Linked DNA regions of Mus musculus: region 2 is linked to region 1. Evidence: chromatin contacts called from public Hi-C data. All regions are on one chromosome and are shown on one strand. The core of a region is the stretch at or near the end of the contact, and the rest is flanking DNA. Distances in the headings are between cores, read along the strand shown. Region 1 holds the start of Nfkbia (nuclear factor of kappa light polypeptide gene enhancer in B cells inhibitor, alpha). Region 2 overlaps Ralgapa1 (Ral GTPase activating protein, alpha subunit 1).

Evidence for each region. A called contact is a pair of places that touch in the nucleus more often than the background predicts.
Region 2: a contact with region 1 is called in a Hi-C map of rod photoreceptor, with 4 times the contacts expected there. The contact joins the enhancer-like site here to the promoter of Nfkbia in region 1. A contact is called at or near these places in 3 of 39 promoter capture datasets (the C10 cell line, HPC-7-derived erythroid cells and cranial neural crest), 2 of 484 Hi-C or Micro-C datasets (the N1E-115 cell line and rod photoreceptor), 1 of 115 datasets of contacts at active chromatin or transcription factors (embryonic stem cells) and 1 of 9 other capture datasets (embryonic stem cells).

Annotation. Positions count from the first base shown.
Region 1 is chr12:55,490,487-55,493,935 of GRCm38.p6, reverse strand. Nfkbia (nuclear factor of kappa light polypeptide gene enhancer in B cells inhibitor, alpha) reads left to right here and starts at 1,289. Exons shown (of 6, transcript NM_010907.2): 1 at 1,289-1,636; 2 at 2,158-2,266; 3 at 2,606-2,816; 4 at 3,077-3,165; 5 at 3,270-3,449. The coding sequence starts at 1,410. It overlaps Gm36634 (a long non-coding RNA gene), which reads right to left and starts at 641. Exons shown (of 3, transcript XR_381610.3): 1 at 1-641.
Region 2 is chr12:55,624,839-55,628,172 of GRCm38.p6, reverse strand. The region is part of intron 39 of Ralgapa1 (Ral GTPase activating protein, alpha subunit 1); the gene reads left to right. Among named protein-coding and RNA genes, the nearest start is that of Insm2, 28 kb to the right of the region's middle. Within about 2 kb of position 1,267, at least 5 of the 459 cell types and tissues checked have an H3K27ac peak or open chromatin away from gene starts, as enhancers often do. A contact at or near this core is called in rod photoreceptor, where this site is marked.

The DNA.
Region 1 (3,449 bases), core at 40-2,539:
GAATCTTTTCCCTCAGTGTCTTCACATGCATACTCAGGGGGAGGCGCTGGAATTCCAAAGAGAGGAAAGCTGACATAAGGCTCATTAAGAAAAAGATCATTCACATCTCACCAGAAATCTATGCAGAACTAGAGAGGCCTCCTGGATCTGGTCTGACAAACTCTGATCCACGTTGCTTTAATTTTCCCTAAGTAGGGGTGGGGTGGAAGTAACATTTGTACTTTTGCCGGTTAAACTAGAGGCTCACAGGCCCAAATCCCTTTCTTGGGGGAGCAGCTACCCATAATGCCGCGGTCCCTTGGGAGCAAGGAAGCTGATAGAAGCAGCAGGTTTCAGATGGGGTCTGTGTTAGGACTATCTTGAGCCTCCTGCAGGATACCTCACAGTTACTTTTTTAGCTATGTTTGAGAGGCCAGCCTTGGCTAGGGCACTAAGTCAATTGCTCTGCTAGGCATTCACAATAAGCTCCGGCTTCATTCTCTGCAACAAGTTAACTCCGACAGCAAGAACGCAACAGTTGCGGTTGCAAGGAAACTACAACTTCTACTAAGATTAACAGCTTGCATTACTTGGGGAAAAATGTGGTTCCCATACGGAGCTAGGATTTGCCCCTCCCCCGGGGGGGGGGGCAAGATTATTGACCCCTAGGAAATAATCTAGGGGTTCTCCAAGCTCTTGGTTTTTGTTGGTGGTGGTGGTGGTTTTGTTTGTTTTAATGCCAAAGTTTTTACAGCTTCATGGAGTAGGAGTGAAGGACAGCCAAATGTCCCTGCATTGCAAAGGGCCTGGAACAGACAAAACACAGCCGGCCCCGGAACCACTCATATGTCCGTCGTCGCAGAAATTTAGGAGAAGCGAATCCCTGCACCTAGCCAGCGTTTCCACTCTTGGGTTTTCAAAAAGATCAAAAACCGGAAAAGACCTGCAAACTGGCAAATCGCTAAGAGGAACAGCCTAGCAGGTCTGCGTCCTTGGAAGCTGCGCAGCTTGGGACCCCAAACCAAAATCGCCCGGTGGGAAACCCCAGGGAAAGAAGGGTTCTTGCAGAGGGCTGGGGTTACTGAGTGCAGGCTGCAGGGAAGTACCTAGAGGGAGGGGGCCTGGTCGGGAGGACTTTCCAGCCACTCAGGGCTCATCAAAAAGTTCCCTGTGCATGACCCCAGTGGCTCATCGCAGGGAGTTTCTCCGATGAACCCCGGCCCTGGGTTTAGGCTTCTCAGTGGAGGACGAGCCAGTTCTTTTTCTAGTCTGACTGGCTTGGAAATTCCCCGCGCCTGACCCCGCCCCTGAGAAATCCCCTGCCAGCGTTTATAGGGCGCCGCGGCGGCGCTGCCGAGCCCACAACAGTCAGACCTCGCCAGCCAGCCGCCAGCAGCCTGCAGCCTGCACCCGCTCAGCCCCGCACAGCCATGTTTCAGCCAGCTGGGCACGGCCAGGACTGGGCCATGGAGGGCCCGCGGGATGGCCTCAAGAAGGAGCGCTTGGTGGACGATCGCCACGACAGCGGCCTGGACTCCATGAAGGACGAGGAGTACGAGCAAATGGTGAAGGAGCTGCGGGAGATCCGCCTGCAGCCGCAGGAGGCGCCGCTGGCCGCCGAGCCCTGGAAGCAGCAGCTCACGGAGGACGGAGACTCGTAAGTGGCGCCGGGCACCGGTGGGGGTCGCGCGGGGCCTGCAGCGCGCTCGGGGTTCTGCACGGCGAGGGCGCCGGGGTTGCGGGGCGCCGGGGCTGCGGCGGGCCGCCTGTCTTCCCCCCTCCCCCTCCTCCCCTGTCCCCGGACCCGGAGTCGCCGAGCGCAGGCCGGGGGGGGCGGGGCGGCAGCGGCGGCGAGGACGCAAAGTCCCGGCCTGGCAGCGGTGGCGCGCAGCCGCCGGGCGCCGCGCGGCCGCGAGGGGAAGTACAGGGCGTTCCGGGCGGCGGAGGGCGGGCCGGTCTGGCCGGCGCCCGCCCGGAGGGGGTGGGGCACGGAAAGTCCCTGGGCGGCTGCCAGGAACACTCAGCTCATAATAACCTCGCGGAAAACACCGCGGCCGCGGCCTCCAGAAACCCCGGCCTTGCGCAATCCCCCCTCCAACCCCACCTCCAGCCCGCGCCTCCCCCCCCCCCACGCAGTGTGCTCACCACCCCTCGGGGGGTTTCCCTGTCATCCCTCAGGTTCCTGCACTTGGCAATCATCCACGAAGAGAAGCCGCTGACCATGGAAGTCATTGGTCAGGTGAAGGGAGACCTGGCCTTCCTCAACTTCCAGAACAACCTGCAGCAGGTGCGCTGCTTGCTTGCCCCGCGGGTGCCCTCTTTGACCCCTTGGTGGAGTCAGATGTAGCACGGTCGCCCCCAAAGCGTTTCTAAATTAATAGTCACTTAGTTCTTATCTGCCTTGGCCTTTTGCATTCAAATCAGCCAACGTCTTAGAACCAGAAGAAAAATCCCTTGGGTTTAGTGAGGTCTTTATGACCCACCTAGGGCCTCCTGTTTGCCTGATCTCCTAAGAGACAAATGGGAGGATCAGATTCCATAGCGGGAGGTGTCTGGGGTTCAGGAAACTCAAGACTATGGGTTTGCTCCATGGCTTATCCCTTTCTGTTTCCTCTTCCATTTGTAGACTCCACTCCACTTGGCTGTGATCACCAACCAGCCAGGAATTGCTGAGGCACTTCTGAAAGCTGGCTGTGATCCTGAGCTCCGAGACTTTCGAGGAAATACCCCTCTACATCTTGCCTGTGAGCAGGGCTGCCTGGCCAGTGTAGCAGTCTTGACGCAGACCTGCACACCCCAGCATCTCCACTCCGTCCTGCAGGCCACCAACTACAATGGTAGGTCTGCCAGTCCATCCAAGGATGCAGAGGAGGGAGAGAGATGGGGCCACTTGAGTCTTAAACTCCGAACGTATACAAAGTTCAGACACTGTGATCTTTTTAAAAAGTTTTCTCCTCGATGCCTATATGATATTCACTCAGAACCCAGATTCTGAGTTCTTCAAAACTGATGATGTTTGTGGTTGTCCTCAAGACAATAGACATGAGTTGTGTGAGGATTGAAACACGTAGTTACAGTTTTTGTCTTCCTCCTCCAGGCCACACGTGTCTGCACCTAGCCTCTATCCACGGCTACCTGGCCATCGTGGAGCACTTGGTGACTTTGGGTGCTGATGTCAACGCTCAGGTGAGTACATCTCCCTTCCACCTAATCTCTGTTGGGCTGGCTCTGATGGTGAGCAGGTTTCCAGATGCAGCCGTAAACTAACGCCTGATTGCTTTTGGTTTCAGGAGCCCTGCAATGGCCGGACAGCCCTCCACCTTGCGGTGGACCTGCAGAATCCTGACCTGGTTTCGCTCTTGTTGAAATGTGGGGCTGATGTCAACAGGGTAACCTACCAAGGCTACTCCCCCTACCAGCTTACCTGGGGCCGCCCAAGTACCCGGATACAGCAGCAGCTGGGCCAGCTG
Region 2 (3,334 bases), core at 18-2,517, 130 kb before region 1:
TTAGCACAATGTCTAGCCTATGATAAATGGGCAGTAACATACCATACTAGAACAAGGATATCAATAGTGGGTGGATTCCTAACTATTTTTCAGCAGAAAAATTTTACTCATTATACTTTAAAAGTTCACATATGTTCTTTTGCCTATGTTTTTAAAGGTTTATTTCTAAGAGAACATGCTTGTATGCATGTGTGTGTGCATCTGTGTACCGTGTGTGTGTGTGTGTGTGTGTGTGTGTGTGTGTGTGTGTATACATATATAAATGTGGAGGCATCAGATCTCCCTAGAACTGAAGGCGGGTGGGTGGGTGTGAGCTTCCACCACAGGTGCTGGGAAGATCCTCTACAAGAGGGTCGCTGTTCTTAACTATTAAACCATCTCTCCGGCCTATTATCTATATTTTTTGAGTTTATTATCAGCTTATTTTTTGAAAAGTTTTTAAAAACTTTTTTATTTGTAACTTGCTTGTAGTTTTAGATTTATATTAAACTAGGCCACATGGAGCTAGGAAAGATGGCTCAGAGGTCAAGCCCTTGAAAAGCAGCTGCGTTCAGTCTCCAGCACCCATGGGAGATCATAACTATCTGTAACTCCAGTTTCACAGGACCCAGGACCTTCTTCTGAACTCCACTGACACAAGGCACATGCATGGTCTGTATACATGCATGCAAGAAGAATACTCACACATACAAAATAAAATAAATCTTTTAAAATGTTATAACTTGGCTGCCACTTTGTAGAGTATACTGGATGGGTGAAATGAGGCAATCTAGAACCAGAATAAGTTGCTTTGGTACACAGATAAAACAACAGCGTACACTTGGAGAAGGTCAATTTTGTTTGGTTGGTTTTTGTTTCTTGAGAAAGAAACTTGCTATGTAGCCCTGACTGGCCTAGTATTTACTGTGTAGACCAGACAGGCCTTGCATTTACAGAGATCTGCTTGCCCCTGCCTCCTGAGTACTAGGACTAAAGTCGCACACCACCATGTCCCAGGAGTTAATTTTGATTGTTAGTGTATTTTTTATTAATGAACATTATAGTTAGTGAGGATCATATATTTTCACAGATGAATGATAAAAGATAAGGGGCAAAGAGTATCTTTTAGAGAGAAAAGTGAGCCAAGACATGTCTGACTTGGTGGCAATGGCAGATGTTGGTGTCCCCTCCAAGATGATTTTGTGCAGTTAGTTCCAAGTGCTCACACGTCCTTACTAAAGGCAGGAAAGGTCAGAGCCACAGGTGAGCAGCAGAGGGAGCTGCAGGACTCTGGGTGCTGGGGAGCTAGCCCTTCAGCTCAGTGCCGGAGCATTTGTACCCGTATGTTCATGCCACTAACAATTCCACAGGGAGCCTCCTATCTGATGGCACACTTCCCACTTTCTAAATCACTGTTTGGAGCCTAAATGGAGAGTTGGTTAGTGGTAAATATTCACAAATATGAAAAGAACGTCTGCTGTGTCCTTGCAGCCACTGTTTGATAATAATTGTTGTGTTAGGACTTCTCCAAGAGTTAAAATATCCTTATTGGTCTGCCTGTAGCTAATTGGAGTATTTACATTTTCTTCTGTGTTAAAGACTTGAGCATTACTTTCAAGAACTTTCCTGTATTCTTACGCATCCCATTGACCTGGATTTTGTTGACAACCCTAATAGTGTCTCTACAAACAAAACAGTTCTTTAAATAGGGCCACTGGATGTGGTCCTATTGTACTTCTATAGTGATGCTAATATATTCCCTACTCTACTGTGTGGGTGGGTGGTTTGTTTGGTTTTGTTTTGGTTTTTGGTTTTTTTTTTTTTCTTTTTTAGCTCTTGCATTGGGTGGAAACCTTGTCAGTGATACCGTTAATTATCTAGTAGATTCCTTTCAGTCATTGTAGTAATCTTTTAGCACACTTTTTTTATTATTGTTGGTTTGGAAATAACATATCCAACTTATGCTTTCAACAAGAAAAAAATAAATAAAAGCAACTAAATATGGTGGTAAACACCTATAGAAGCAACTACTTGAAGAGCTGAGGCGGGACAATCACAAGTTTTAGATCAGACTAGAATACATAATAAGTTCACTATGTCTCCAAGTTTAAAAACCAGAACTTTTCTTTAAGGGGTCTGTAACTTGATGGAAGAACACTTGCCTAGCATATATAATTCTCTGATAATGAAAAGAGGTTGAGGGAGGAAGAAGAGGAAAGGGGAGCCCAAAAATACAAAGTAAGGAAATAAATGTGAAACTCTATGGTGTATAATAAATATGTGATGAAAATAGAGAAAGTTCTGTGGAATTGAACCTAAAAGTGCCAAATTCTCACTCTCAAATACTTTCTCTCTCCCCTCCTCCCTGCCCCAGCTTCTCTCTGTCTCTTTCTCTGCCTCGCTCTGTCTCTCTGTCCCTCAGTGTGTGTGTGTGTGTGTGTGTGTGTGTGTGTGTGTGTGTGTGTGTGTGTGTGTGTTTGCGCTCGCGTGCATCTGTCTATCTGTCTGCCTGCCTGTCTGTCGATCAGTTGAGGCAAGGATTTAACTCTGGCTAGGCTGAGACTCACTATATAGACCACACTGAGCTTGAACTCTCAGAGATCCTCCTGCCTCTCCTCTCAGCCTCAGCCACCCGTGTGCTGGAGTTAAAGGTGTGGATCACTACATCTGCTGGTAACTGTCTCTTAATGTTTTCTTGAGGTAATCTTTTATTAGGGTTTCACTTGATGTTAATAATTTTACTATATACAACTGTAGGAACTCACAAAAATGGCTTTAGTTACATGATCAACTTTGTTGTTTTAATCTGGTTTTCTCCTCTACCAAGATCTGACATTAACCATATTAGTAAGGAATTGCAGGTCATTTGCTTACTCACCTATTTGTTGACTCCATTCAATCTAGGAGACGCTGTCCAAGCAAAGCTAGAATTTTAAAAGTCACGCCTTTCTCCAGGTGTGGCTATGGTGGTGTACATCTTTAATTCCAGCACTAAGGAGGGAGAGGCAAATTCTCTGAGTTCAAGGCCAGTCTGATCTACATATGGAATTCTAGTACAGCCAGAGCTATATAGTAAGACTTTGTCACACACACAAAAAAATTTACCGCGTTTGAGGGGCATACAGTGATGTGGAAGAGGAGAGTCCTATGAACCAGATTAGTGAACTGCGCACTGAGGACCCAGCAGAAAGGATAAGCACAAAGTAAGATAGTGAAGGTGATTGTGAATGAGAGAGATAGTGTTGGGGTGGAGGGCATTAGGATTGGCTTTCCCAAAGAACTCTGTTCTGCAGATTACATCAGATACCCAGGACTTTATGAGACAGAGAAGACTAAAGTGGTTCAGGGTAGGAAA